Regions from separate parts of the Mus musculus genome. Here region 1 is linked to region 2. The links are chromatin contacts, called in public Hi-C maps. All regions are on one chromosome and are shown on one strand. Each heading gives the region's core, a stretch centred on a gene start, on an enhancer-like site or on the middle of the called end of the contact. The rest is flanking DNA. Distances are from core to core; before and after follow the strand shown. Region 1 has its middle 91 kb from the start of Gm9946. Region 2 has its middle 9.2 kb from the start of 6820426E19Rik.

Region 1 (6,272 bases), core at 1,614-4,113, 150 kb after region 2:
AAAAAAAAGATACCTCCACAACATAGGGTGCTAGGAAGACTGGACATCTACATGTAGAAAAATGAAACCAAACCCAATAGCTCACACTGCACAAAAACGCACAAAGAATGGATCACAATCCTTCACGTAAGACCTGAAGTTACTAACACTACTGGAAGGACATAGAGCAAACACTCTATGATACCGGCCTGGGCAAGACCTTTAAAGATGCTCCCAACCACAGCAGAAGTAGCCCCAAGAATTGACCAAAGGGACTGTATGGAATTAAAAGGATCCCCCATAGCAAAGAAATCAATCAAGTAAGTAAATAGATGATCTACAGATGGGAGAAACTTTTCCCAGTCTCAGAAATTCATATACGTATTCAGCCATACCTATTCTTCTACAAGTCCTGTGTGTGAGCAAAACACAGTGTATGTGCTTGAAATTTGGAAATGAGACCCGTTAACTTGATGTGCTTTTCTGCATCCCACTGGCATTTACTAACTTCTTCATCAGTGCCTCTTTAAAGTTGGACTGCTTTCTTGGTTTTGACCGCATGGCTTCCTTCACTTCTTCATGAGCTAACATGTCCAGTGCCTCCTATTCTCTGGCTGGGTTCTAAAGGAGCACCGCACCTCTCTGCTCTGCCGACTATTCCTTTGCTGGGCAGACAGCTCTTCATCTGACCATTTGCCCATCTTTGCTTTTTGGTGCCTGAGATTTTTCCAGGAAAAAAAAATATATCTTCCAAAATTTTTCTTTCAGCTATTTTATTCCTTGAGGTCTCAAATATGGATTTTAATCTATTTTGAGTTGCTTTGGATATACATCTTAATTTGTTTTCTCATCTTAAGAACCTCTTAAAGACCTTTTATAAAATCAGAATTCTCAATTCCTTCAGCAACCAATCAAACTGGCTAATGAAATTAACTGTGTTCCTTAAGGCTAGATTTTTCTTTTTAACAAAGGATTTGTGTTTTTTCATAAACATGGGTTGATGTGGTCTTGGGGTTTTTTTCTCTCCTGTTCACTTGATTTCAGATTTGTTGCTGTAAGGTTCTTCATCATGTTTATTGTCTTGGCCATCTTCTGAATCTCAGTTTAGTTTGTTACGGTCTCCTAGTTTCTCCTGGGTTATAGCTGTGCTGTTTAAAGCCCTTTCTGTCTTACTGCATGCTGAACCTAAGGAATGATTTGTGGTTTTCTTCCCTAAACTCAAAAGCAAGACCAAATCAGGAGGGATTTTTTTTGCAGAAGCCCAACAGTAAGCATGTTCTACTCTGTGGTCCCCAGGGCTTTCAAAATGTCAGCATAGGCTGTGACTGTACCAGGAAAGCTGGGAAACTGGGTGACCGTCTGGCCTTGTCTCATTGGCACCAATGCAAAGTTAAATTTAAGTTAACTGCTATTGCAAGCTTAGTTCCACTAGCCGCTGAGCACTTTGCAAGTGAGCAACACCCACAACAGCAAACACAGGACACTTCCATCCAAGGGTCAATTGAGGAATGCTGCTGTGGGCCTTGGGCATCTTCTAGGCTCTTTCTGAAGTTCCTCTTTCCAAATCCCAGCTTTATCTGGTGCTTTCTAACGAGACCCTAAGATCTTTCTACAGCCTACTGTGAAGTCCATAAAAATCCAAAGTGTAGGTCCTGCACTTGAGGAAGGATGCTGAGTGCCAGTCCTCACCTATTCCAGGTCAAGCAGTGGATACAGCCTGCTTGCTTCTCCTGATGTGACCAGACTCACGATGTATCCTCTGAGGACATGCTCTGCTTCCGTGTGTCACTGACAATACATTTAAAATATTCTTAATGTGTTTTATACAGAATTTTGCATTTATTCATTTTTGAGTAGGTTTTAAGACAGAATCTATGTAGCTGTGCAGAATTCACTATGTATACCTGGCCTTGAACTTGGGAGTCATCCTCCAAGTGCTGGGGTTATAATGTGCACCACGGTGCATGGAAGATTCCACATATTTAGGTATTGTATCTTGGTGTAATTTATTCAGATAGTTAGTCCACCCTACTGCCAAAGATGGAGATGCCATCATTGGAATTTCCCACAAACCACCACCATCTGTCTTCCTTCCCCTCCTCCTCCCTCCTGCTTCCTATTTCTTCCTCCTTCTCTCCTTTTCCTTTCCTTATTTTATTCCCTCCCTTTTGCTTAGAAGAATGAGGAAAAATCAGCCTCACATAATTAGCTGAAAGCTCTCATTCTTAGGAGAACACAAGAAAAAAATATGACCAGTGGGTCTGGTCTATCTGCAACAATCTGATGACACGTATGAAACAGGCCCTTGATTTGTACTTGAAATACTCTTTAATAACGAGAGAATCTACTTTTGATGTGCTGATCCTTACAGGAGTCCCCTGGTCTCTCCTAGGTAAGAACTGTTGGCTGGTGTCTAGCTGGGGACAACGTAAAAGCGTGTTTTATTGCTGATGATTATGTCCTGCAGAAGAAAACTAAGGAAAAACTAAAAGACCTTAATTTGGGGTTTAAAAAAGGTACAGCTTTTCTCAGTAGGACCAAGGTTGGGCTGTGGCTGAGCTCCCAGGTTCTGGTTAAAGACCAGAGCTGGAAAGGGATGGTCAGTAGTCAGACATCTAGCAGTTCAGAGGCCCCAGGCATCCAAGCTGGGGAAAGTCTTGGGAGCTCTAGGAGGGGCAGGGGTCTGCTCTCTGTCTCTTGCGCTCTCCCTCTTGCTCTTGCTCTTGCTCGAGCTCTCACTGACTTGGGAGCATTTATTATGTGAAGACATGTGGGAAAGTCGGGCTTTTACTAAAGTCCTTGGGTTTTATGGTTTATTGTGGTGTGTATTAGTCAGAACTCTTTCTAACTCCTTTCAAGTGAGGAATTACTCAAGCAGGCTTAGCCTGGGATGAGAGGTGAGCCAGATGAGTGAGTTCTCCTTTACAGCTGCTATCATTTACTGAGTATCCGCTCGCTCTATCAGCTTCTGAACTATGTATGCTGAGCCAGATGTACTGATTCTGGCTGTTTGTTGATTTTGTTGTTGTTTGGGGTTTTTCTTTAGGCAAACAAAGAAAAAAAGAAAGAAAGAAAAGGACAAAAGAAAACAAAAGACCAAGCATGGGTCATATTTATCTCATTTTATCAAATCAACATAATTCTCTTGTGGCAAGAATATTACTGGTGAGATTGTAAAGCTGTATTATTGTGAATTTTTAGATTATTCAATCTTACTATTTTGCAGGTGTAGTTTACAAGAAAACACACCCAACCACCTTAGAGAAAGGCTCATCTGTGGCCTGGGTCCACCTCCCCTATTCCCCCGTACCCCCATACTGTTCACAACAGTAAAACAGACACACAGAACCTAAAACCCTCAAGCCTCATGGTGAGGCCCCAGAGCCACCAGATTTTTATTGGAATTACAATGAACACATCAAAGCCAAAGAGGACCAAGGAGACACATTTGATGGTACCAAATCAGTCTCTTAATTACAAGGCCATGGTGACATAAATACACTTAACAATGGTGTCAGTGACCAGTGCACCTTCATGTAGCTCAGTATGGGATCAACCCTGGTCATACAGTGATAGAGCTGAGGGCGGGAAGTCTAGACTCCTGGGTTTGAGTCCCGACTCCCAACCATGTCACTCTGGACAAAATCTTACTCTGTACCTGATTGTTCATCCAAGAAGCACGGGTGGTAGGATGAGTCACCTGGCAGGACAGCAGTAAGTGACAGTAAGTGACATAAACCCTGGGGAAGGGTCCAGTACAAAATGCCAATCCCGTCCGATCCACTTGGGAAGGCAGCATGCTGGAGCTGCCCACCATGAGCTGTGAACATCTCTCACACATCTTTAACGGAAGGGTTAAAACAAACGTATGAATTTCTCAGCAGAGTGCATCTGTTCTTCCACTGGCTGGAGCCAGCCTTTCCCCTGGTTGAAGGGAACAACAACATGACAGGAGTCTCCATACCTCCTGTGTCTCAGCCCTAACTGCACTATGAAGCCAATGCCAGAGAGCCAAGGAGGACAAAGGAGCCAGAGGTTGAAATGATGTTTCTCCCTCCTTGGCTCTCAAACTGTCCTTGTTTTGATTTATCCACAGGAAAACTGGCTGTGCCTTTGTCTTCTTTCCTCCTTGCAAAGTCAGTGAGCTCCCTGAGCAACTACACACTGCCCACAGCTATTCAAGTGCAACTGGGGAATTCCTTCTACGTTATCTAGAACCTTCATCTGCAAATAGCACTGAAAAGAATCTGATGGGTAAAGGAAACACGGGAGTGGCAGGAGGTGGCGAGTGAGTACTCTTAAAAACACCACTGCTTGCTGGCTCCCATTAGGAAACCTCTGGGAAGGGAGAGCCCAGCCTCCTCTGGGCAGGCTGGAAAGGGCTCTCTGTGATTATAGCAAGCTCCACCTAAGGGGAAATAGAGAGGTCTTGAGAGTCATCCAAACCAGCATGTGGGAAAGACTGCTAAACACCAGCCCAGCCCTTCCTTCTACCTGTTCAGGAACAGCTCTGCTTCCTCCAGTGCAGGCTTAGCCCCCTAGCCTAGAGTTTCATTTTGTTCTGTTCATTTGGCGGGTGGAGGGAGTGAAACAGAGCTTTGTGTAGCCTAGCCTACCCTCCCCAATGCTAGAATTATAGGCCTGCAAGCTAAGAATTTCTCTCTCTTTCTTTAAGATTTATTTTATTTTTGATTCTCTCTCTCTCTCTCTCTCTCTCTCTGTGTGTGTGTGTGTGTGTCTGTGTGTCTGTGTGTGTGTGTCTGTGTGTGTGTGTGTGTGTGTCTGTGTGTGATGTATGTGTGTGTATGTACGTGTAAAAGCACATAGGCCAGAAGCGGGTTCAATCCCTGGAGCTGGAGTCACGCTGTGACCTGCTGAGAACTGAACCGAGGTCCTCAGTAAACGCAGTGTGCGCTCTTAAGCACTGGTCCATCTCCACAGCCCCGTAACACTGTTTAGAAGCTGGGATAAACCACTACGACTCTGGACCCGAAGGAGGCTCCTTTGGGTTGGGGAAATAGAGTAGAGCGGGGCTAAAAAGGGTTCAACACAGAGAACCAACCTCAGAGCAGTCAAGGACAAAGAGGGACATTAAAGGACAGTTTCCACTTTCTGTTTGAAATAACTGTTAGTAGCTGACTGTGTTCGTTTGACCGCAGCTCACTCAGGGCTTGAACCACATGGGGCTTGGCCCTCGGAGTTATGAAATCACAGTGGGCCATGAGGTCCATTTCCAAACAAACTTCTTCCCATAAGCCTCCTGGATCCCGTCCCAGGCGAAGTCCAGGACACTGCTTTCGCTCTCCCCAGGCACTGCCTTGTCCTAACTTGGCAGGATGGAATAGAGTTGCCCAATAATTGAAGTCGGCATTTGGGGGCAGGAAAAGCAGCCACAGAACAATGTTCTACGGGATTGTTTTTGATAAGGGGCGAGCCAGCTGTGACAAACCCAAGCAAATTAAAATGTCTTTTTCAAAAAGGAACACAAGCAACTTCAACCTTCACAACTTGCAGTTGAGCAATACTGACCAAGTGGTGGGGTGCACCTAGCGTGCTAGAGATGCTGGGTCCCAGTACCTCAATAAATACGTGAGAAAATTAACGAAGGAACAAATAAATAAAAAGTATATAAAATTACTTCCCTGTGGGTCTCTAGATCCACAAGGGAATGTTGACTCTATTCTAAGCATGACTAAGGCAATTCAATCCAATCCTAAAAGTACGCATTTGCATTCCAAAGACCAACTACCTTGATATTTAGAAATATTTGTGTGTGTGTGTGTGTGTGTGTGTGTGTGTGTGTGTGTGTGTGATTCATTTGACTTCATTTTCATTGAAAGCAAGTGAGTACAGTCAACTTTTTTTGAATGAAGTGAATTTTCAATCCCCCATGTTAACCTTAATTCTTCCACAGTCTGAGAAAACCATATTTAGAGCATAATGCTACACCCAACCTTTTAAATAAACCACAAAAACAACAATCTGTGCTGCAGCAGACCTACTTGAAGGCTTTACCAGATACGCCTTCCTAATCTCCTAAATTCTTTCCAATCTTTGCTAAAACATTTTATAATGAAAGACAGGTAGCAAATAAAATTACAGAAAGAAAATACACAGGGTCATGTGGTATGTAATATTATCCAGGGCCTGACTTTCCCCTGTCACTCCCTCAGAAAATGCCACAGCTCGTACGTATGGCGACGGCACGCCAGGAACAGCTTCGCATGCGCACTGGTGACGCTGTTAGAATAGTCTGCGACTGTGTGTTCAGTGTCCCGCTTTAGGACCCTTAA
Region 2 (6,869 bases), core at 3,129-5,628:
TCAGGCTGTATTGACTCTTGCTATGTAGCCTAGGCAAGTCTTGAACTGGTGATCCTCTAAGTTACATCTCCTGAGTGCTGGGACTACAGGTGTGTGCCACCATACCTGGCTCCAAATAACATACTCCAGATTCAAAGACACAAATTGGCTAAACTTTAAAGAATGGAAAGTACATGTCATGTGACCAGCCACTATAAGGAAGCTGAAATTAATACATCGATTTCAGACAAAACACACTTTTAAAAAATGTTTTCCAATTGATTTCTGAGGGGAACTTATCCAAGAAAGGTGCTAATGGAGAGGATATAAGAAAGGGGAGGCTAAGAGCTCCCCCATCACCATGTCCCTCATAGCCATGAAGTATCTTCAGCAGCTTTCCCGCAGCTTTTGCCCAACAAGCCAAGGCTCTTGCTTCCAAAGAATGACCATGGGGTCTAGGCCCTGAAAGACCTTGCAGAAGGCTTCAGCTCCTTCTAAAGCCACTGAGTTCCAGCACCTCTTACCATCACTTGGGTACCCAGTATCTATTCTGAAAGCCTTCTTCTCAATTGGACTTTGTATGACTCAAAGGGCGCTACTCTTGAACAAATGGAAGAAGAAAAACAATTTCAGCCATTAAACCACAGGGAATGCCTTGAAAGGAAGAGAGGAAAAGGAAGAGATACAATAGACCACACCACACCCAGCACAGCAAGCCAGAAAGCACCTAAATACCAACCTAGAGGAAGAAAAGAGCAAATAACGACCCAACAGATCAGAAAAGCAACCAACCAAGTTACAGGAATTAGGAAGCCACCCTAGGATAAATACAAATGTCCTTAAGTCCCATGTAAGAGACACAGATTAAAATAATAAATTTTTTAAAACAAGATGCAAATACGGTTCGTACCAATGTACCTCAATGATAAAACAATCACAGACAGAGTCAGGACAGAATGCAAAACATCAAGTGAACAACCTCAGAATGGCATAGCCACTCTGGAGTATGATAAAGCAGACTTCAAACAAAAAATCAGAGGAGATAAAGTAGACCATTTCATGATTAAAGGGAATAATACATCAACAAGATGTAACTATTGTAGCCTGCCCTAAACAAGGGGCTCCCAATTTACTAAAAGGAAATGCACATAAATGAACATGAAATGATCATAAAATATTAAGCAGGTCCTGATGCAATTATAGTTTATGGTTTCAAAAACCCACTCTCATCTTTAAATAAGTTATCCAAGCTAAAAATAAAGGTACTTTAGAACAAACTATACTATAGATCAAATGGACATACAGACATTCCCAGAAGATCACATTCAACTTTGGCCAAGTATACAGTCTTCTCCATAGCCTACAGAAAATTCTCTAAGATCATATTCTCAGCCACAAGAAAGACATGGCCAAACAGAAGAATGAAAATAATTTCGTGTATTTTATCTGATCATAGTAGGAAAAAAAAACCTAGAATTGAATAACAAGAGAAACCACAAAATGATAAAAATACTTGGAACCCAAGAAATACTCCTGAATGGCCAGCGGTTACTGGAGACAAAGGGGAGTAAATCCTGAAGTCTGTAGAGCCAAGCAGAGCAGTAGAGTGCAGAGCTGTGCTCACAGCAGATGGGGAGTAAAACGTCAAGATCAGGAAGAGTTATGCTGGCCTGAGCTGCAGGGTGAGTGTGAGAATAGCTGGGGTTACACGAGATTGTATTTAGAAGCAAAATAAACCAAAACAAAGAATAAATTCTTATAATCAAGTGAAAGCAAAAGCACAACGTATCAGAACTTTGGGGGAACAGCTAAGGAGTTCTAAGAGACTGTGGCTATACATGGTTAGATTTAAATTTAAAAGGGTCCCACATAAATAACTATGCATCTCAAGGTATTAGAAAAAGAATAAGCCACACCCAAAAGCACAAGGCAAAGAAATAATAATGATAAGAGGGAAAAATAAAACAAAACATTGAAGAAAAAAAAAAACCTAGGAAACTCCTAGCAAAACTACCTAAGAGAAAAGGGAAGCCACGTTTGGTGAGAGCAGCCTTCTCCACAGCATCGGGGGAAATCCAGAAATACAAAGGAAGCGCAGAAAACCTCAAATAGTCAGGCAACGCTTATCAGAAAGATGCCAAATTATACTACAGACACACAGTGATAAAATCATCACGGGACTTGCACGAATCCAGATGGGTAGACCCAAGGCACAGAGTAGCCAGCAATAAATACACACAATGAAAGCCACCGAATGTTCAACAAAAGTTTCGAGACTACACTTTGGAGGAAAGATGACCTCTTTGGTAAATGGTTCTTAGAAAGTCGTATTTCTGCCCAGGTAGAGGTGGCATGTGCCTTTAATTCTGGTACTCAGGAGGCAGAGGCAGGGGTATCTTTGTGAGTTTGAGGCCAGTCTGATCTACAGAACAAGTTCCAAGACAGCCAGAGCTCTTATACAAAAACAGCAACAACAACAAAGTCTCAAACAAACAAATACCAACAACAAAAGAAAAGTGCATTCCATGTTCAGAAAAATAAGTTAGATCTATATCTCACACCTTACTCAAGAACCAACCTAAACTGATCAGACTTTCATGTAAGAAACTTGTAAAAGAAAACACAAAGAAATCACTTTAGTACACAGGCATAACCAAGGGCTTTCTGCAAAGAGCTGGAGAAACCGTTCCCCGGGTTGGTAAAAGGGCTTACATGGAGTTTTAAAAGCTGCATGGTGAAGGAAACAATTGCAAGAAAGACAAAGATACAATAATATCACAAATATATACATAGATGCAAATATTAATACTAAATCCCCAACTCAGTCAAAAATTGGGGCAATACAATCCCTAGATAGTTCTCAAACGAAGAAATGCAATGGCCTATAAGTACTTAAAAAGTGCTGGGCATCCTCCACCATCAGGGAAACACAGTTTAAAACTGCTTTGATATTCCATCTCTCCCAAATCAGAATGTCCAACCTCAGGAAAACAAAGGGAAGAAGCGCTGGAGAGGAAACGGGGAGGCAGGAGCTTATTCACCTCGTGAGATTATAAACTGATGAAGCTGCCATGGGGGATGAGTATGGAGGTTCATCCCCTCCCAACCCCCAAAAAGGAAAAATAAAATGACCTTATGCCACAGCTCTCCCACCCCTGGGATTTTATCAGCAGGTCGCGGGAGACAATCACCGCCCATCCGTTTTGTTGCCTCACTATTGACAGGAGCCAATATGTGGGAGCTGCTAAATGCCCACCAACTGGTAGGTGCACAAGAAAATGTGGCAGTTCCATTCAGCGATAAAAGGAATGGAGTTATGCAATTTACAGGAGCATGGTTAGAACTAGAGACCATCATGGAAGCAGACTCCAGACTCAGGAAGGTAAATGCCTCATGCTTTCTCTCATAGGCAGAATGTAAGTTTAAATATATTTATAAACATGCATGGGGCGTGAAGCTAAAGGGGCGGGGACTATGATGGAGGCGGAAGAACTTTAAAAGGCGGGGGAAGAGGTTTGAGGTTAATAAGGAAATGAGATAGTTCTATTTTTCTCTCATGCAGAATCTAGATTTAATTACGCTCACAGAGACACAGACACACATATACAACATCACACACATCCGTGTACATGTGTGCACTCACACACACACACACACACACACACACACACACACACACACACCATGAAAGCATGGGGAAACTATTTGGGAGGAGAAAGAAGACCATGGAGCTGTGGAGAGGAGGGAGAGGAAGCAGGAGCAGTGAGTGAATGCAGGGTACAGGATATATGTATGGAAATGTCATAATGAAACCCAATATTCCATACACTAAGGAAAACTTTTTAAAAACAAAACCTTTAACTTACAGAAAAAAGAAAAACGATGAGGAAACAGTCCAACTTACACTGGTTGAACGTCGGTTACTAGACTTGGAGCCAGGAGACAGAGATGAATCAACCAGACAAGGCCACACATTCCTGAACACGTGGCCTTATTAGCCTTCCCTTGCTCAGAGCAGAGTAAGGGAACTGCAATGCATCCGCCATGCACCATGTGCTTCTGACGCAGACCCTTCCTGTTCTGCCTTACATATGTCTTCTATTGGATTCGCACCACCCACCGAGAGGATCTGTAGATGCTCGGACTCTGTGGTCCTTAGCAAGAGTGAGGTAGCATGATGGGAACCCCAGGTGCTCACTGTCCCCGTCCCAGCTCAAACCACAGCCGGAGTGTGAGCTGCATCATTGCGGTCGCTCTCTTGCAACGACCTAAACAAAACCAAAGGAGGCTGGAGATGCTTAAGTTTCAGGGTCCCTGTTAGACCATGCAAGGGAAGCAGCACGCAGCAGCCACAGCCTGGTTATCTCTGAGAAGCTCATTGGAAGTCATCAGCCCTAGTTCTAAGCAGGGTGCATACCTGGATGGAACTGTGTGACTACACTGTCTAATCAGCTCTTCTGCTCAAGTATGCTCTGACCTGCAGGTATAGATTCATGGGGACATCTTGTAGGGCACAGAATGTGTCTGATGTGACTGATGGCTTGGGACACTCGAGACTGTCCCTGTATTGTTTATGCTAAAAGAACTTGTATTTTCATTTCATAGCACAGAGCTGACCTTTGACACGTTGAGTCACTGGTGAGCTTCCTGAATTAGCCCCCAGAGGCCTGTTGCTCCAGAAATTTGCCATTTGTCTTCTTTCAGATGACAATGTGGCTTTCTTACCCTGTAAATCTTCAGCACATAAATACCTTTCCACCCCCACTGCAACCTTATCCACAAATGATCCACCACGAGATTCCTCTCAGAAAGGCCCTGTAGTGACAGAGCCCTGGTTCAGCCCTGGTGGCTTTGCTGTTAATGAAAGTCCCTTGGGGCCAATCTTCCCTGAATGAACAAGTCGACTGTATGGAATGATATTCCAACTTTACATGCCAGCTCATTATGGGGTTGTCTCTCACCATACAGCCTTTAGCATCTGTAAGACAAGCACATTAGTATCAGGCTACAGGGGCTAGCCCCAGGTCATACACTCAGAGATGCAAGTCTCATCATTGCTTTAAAGGAACTAATATTTTCTAGCCCTGGCCATGAAAGCTCAGGACGCATGGCCAACCTTACTGATTCCAGATCAAGAGGCTGAGCTGATTCATCTTCAGCATCAGCCTCATTGAACCTAGAATGGCCATGAAAATACACCTCTGGGTGTGCCTAAGAGTGATTCCAGAAAGGTTGGAGCAAAGAGGAAAGAAACATCCTGAGTGTGGGCATCTCCATACTGTGGTCAGAGCCTCGGACTGAACAAAGAGGAGAGAGAGCGATCTGAGCACCAGCATCCTGTGCTCTCTGGCTTCTCACTGCAGATCCGATGTAACCTGGGCTTCTGCTGCTGTAACAGCCCCCTAAGTCCTCTTGTGTTTCTGCCTCCATGACTACGCCCATGATGTACTACTGTACTTCAGACAGAGCCAAGATAAATCCTCCTTCTCTAAGAAGGTATTTTGTCAAAGCGGTAAGAAAAGTAGCTAATACAGAGTCAGTTCCTTTCCAACCCCAACAATAAGGAGTCATTTTTAAATGGCTCTCGGGTTCAAGTTAGTGATAAATATGACAGAAACATTAAAAATCCCAAGTACAGTAACACCGGCTTTAAACGAAGCAGCCATGTGGAACTTCTTAGGACTCTCGGTTTCCTTGGTGTTAGAGGTGCAGAATAGTCACGTATTTTACTCTAGCCAATAAATTCCCAATGCAGACAAACTGAGAGCAAGGACAGTTTAAATCAACTGGAATCTGCGTGGAAGCATTTGAAGTGTTTCCAGGCACTCACAGTAAGCCCGGCCACACTGGTAACCTGCCCTGTCACTGGAACAAGGGAGTCTTTAGTAGTGGTTCATGGATAGCCTTGGGGCTCAGAGCGGACAGGAGTGACTTGGACACAGGCTGTTGCCGATGGAAGGAAATGGGGAAAACTTAATGCAAGAGCTGATGTTTTAATTAATTGGGGCCTTCAGGAAGGTCATTCCAGTTGAAGAGAACAGCATTCAAATCCAGAGGGGCAGACACGTGGGTTTAGAAGTGGGTGGGAGGTCTTCGTGGGCAAAAAGAGGAGGTGGAAGAGACCACGGTGGGAGCTGGGACCAAACCATTTACTGACGATTACTTGATTTCCTTAGGATCACCTTTCAAAAAAGATCCCTTTGAGGAGTCATTAAATGAGACCTTCAGTCGGGTCTGCAATGTGATTTTTCTTCAGTACCTGTAAGTAATGATGCACACAGAATATACAGCCCAGAGAACTGAGGCAGAGGGAGTAGAGTTGGGAACTGAGACTTCTGATACCAAACTCCGCAAATGGTTCTGGGGTAAGCCACTGAGTCACGGGTATCAGGGAAGTGTGTTTTTTAATCAATGACACACCAGTCACTGAAGGGCCATATATAAAAGGAAGTCCCAGAAGCTTACAATGGAGCTGAAAAATTGCTGTCGTGTAGTGGCATTATAGCCATTATAAAGTCCTACCTCTGTGCACTATTCACAATGTGTGCTGCCGCTGGTGAGAAACAAAACAAAACAAAAGAAAACAGAACAAAACAAAACTGCTAGTATTCTGCCTCTCCTATAAGATAGTGCATACAATTCTTGGCAGTATGTAATACTTAACAGACAACAGTGTTGATAGTTTATGCACCCACTGTACTTGTATTATTATAGATAGATTTCTATTTATTAAGCTTAGTGTAAGAAAAAAAATGATCTTATGTAGCAGACCCATTGTGCTTTTTACCATGGCTCTTGATCTCATCAAAGGCCCAGTCCAGTGACTGACCTGTGCTGCTTAGGTTTTTTTGGTAACCCAGCTCTACGATATTTACATGAAATCATTTAAC

The links. Hi-C and Micro-C count contacts between places; a contact is called where the count stands out from the background.
Region 1: a contact with region 2 is called in a Hi-C map of the C2C12 cell line, with 2.5 times the contacts expected there. The contact joins two enhancer-like sites. A contact is called at or near these places in 3 of 484 Hi-C or Micro-C datasets (the C2C12 cell line, cortical neurons and nephron progenitors) and 1 of 115 datasets of contacts at active chromatin or transcription factors (vascular smooth muscle cells).

Annotation. Positions count from the first base shown.
Region 1 is chr6:117,647,883-117,654,154 of GRCm38.p6, forward strand. No RefSeq gene overlaps it. Among named protein-coding and RNA genes, the nearest start is that of Gm9946, 91 kb to the left of the region's middle. Within about 2 kb of position 2,864, at least 9 of the 459 cell types and tissues checked have an H3K27ac peak or open chromatin away from gene starts, as enhancers often do. A contact at or near this core is called in the C2C12 cell line, where this site is marked.
Region 2 is chr6:117,500,968-117,507,836 of GRCm38.p6, forward strand. No RefSeq gene overlaps it. Among named protein-coding and RNA genes, the nearest start is that of 6820426E19Rik, 9.2 kb to the left of the region's middle. Within about 2 kb of position 4,379, at least 19 of the 459 cell types and tissues checked have an H3K27ac peak or open chromatin away from gene starts, as enhancers often do. A contact at or near this core is called in the C2C12 cell line, where this site is marked.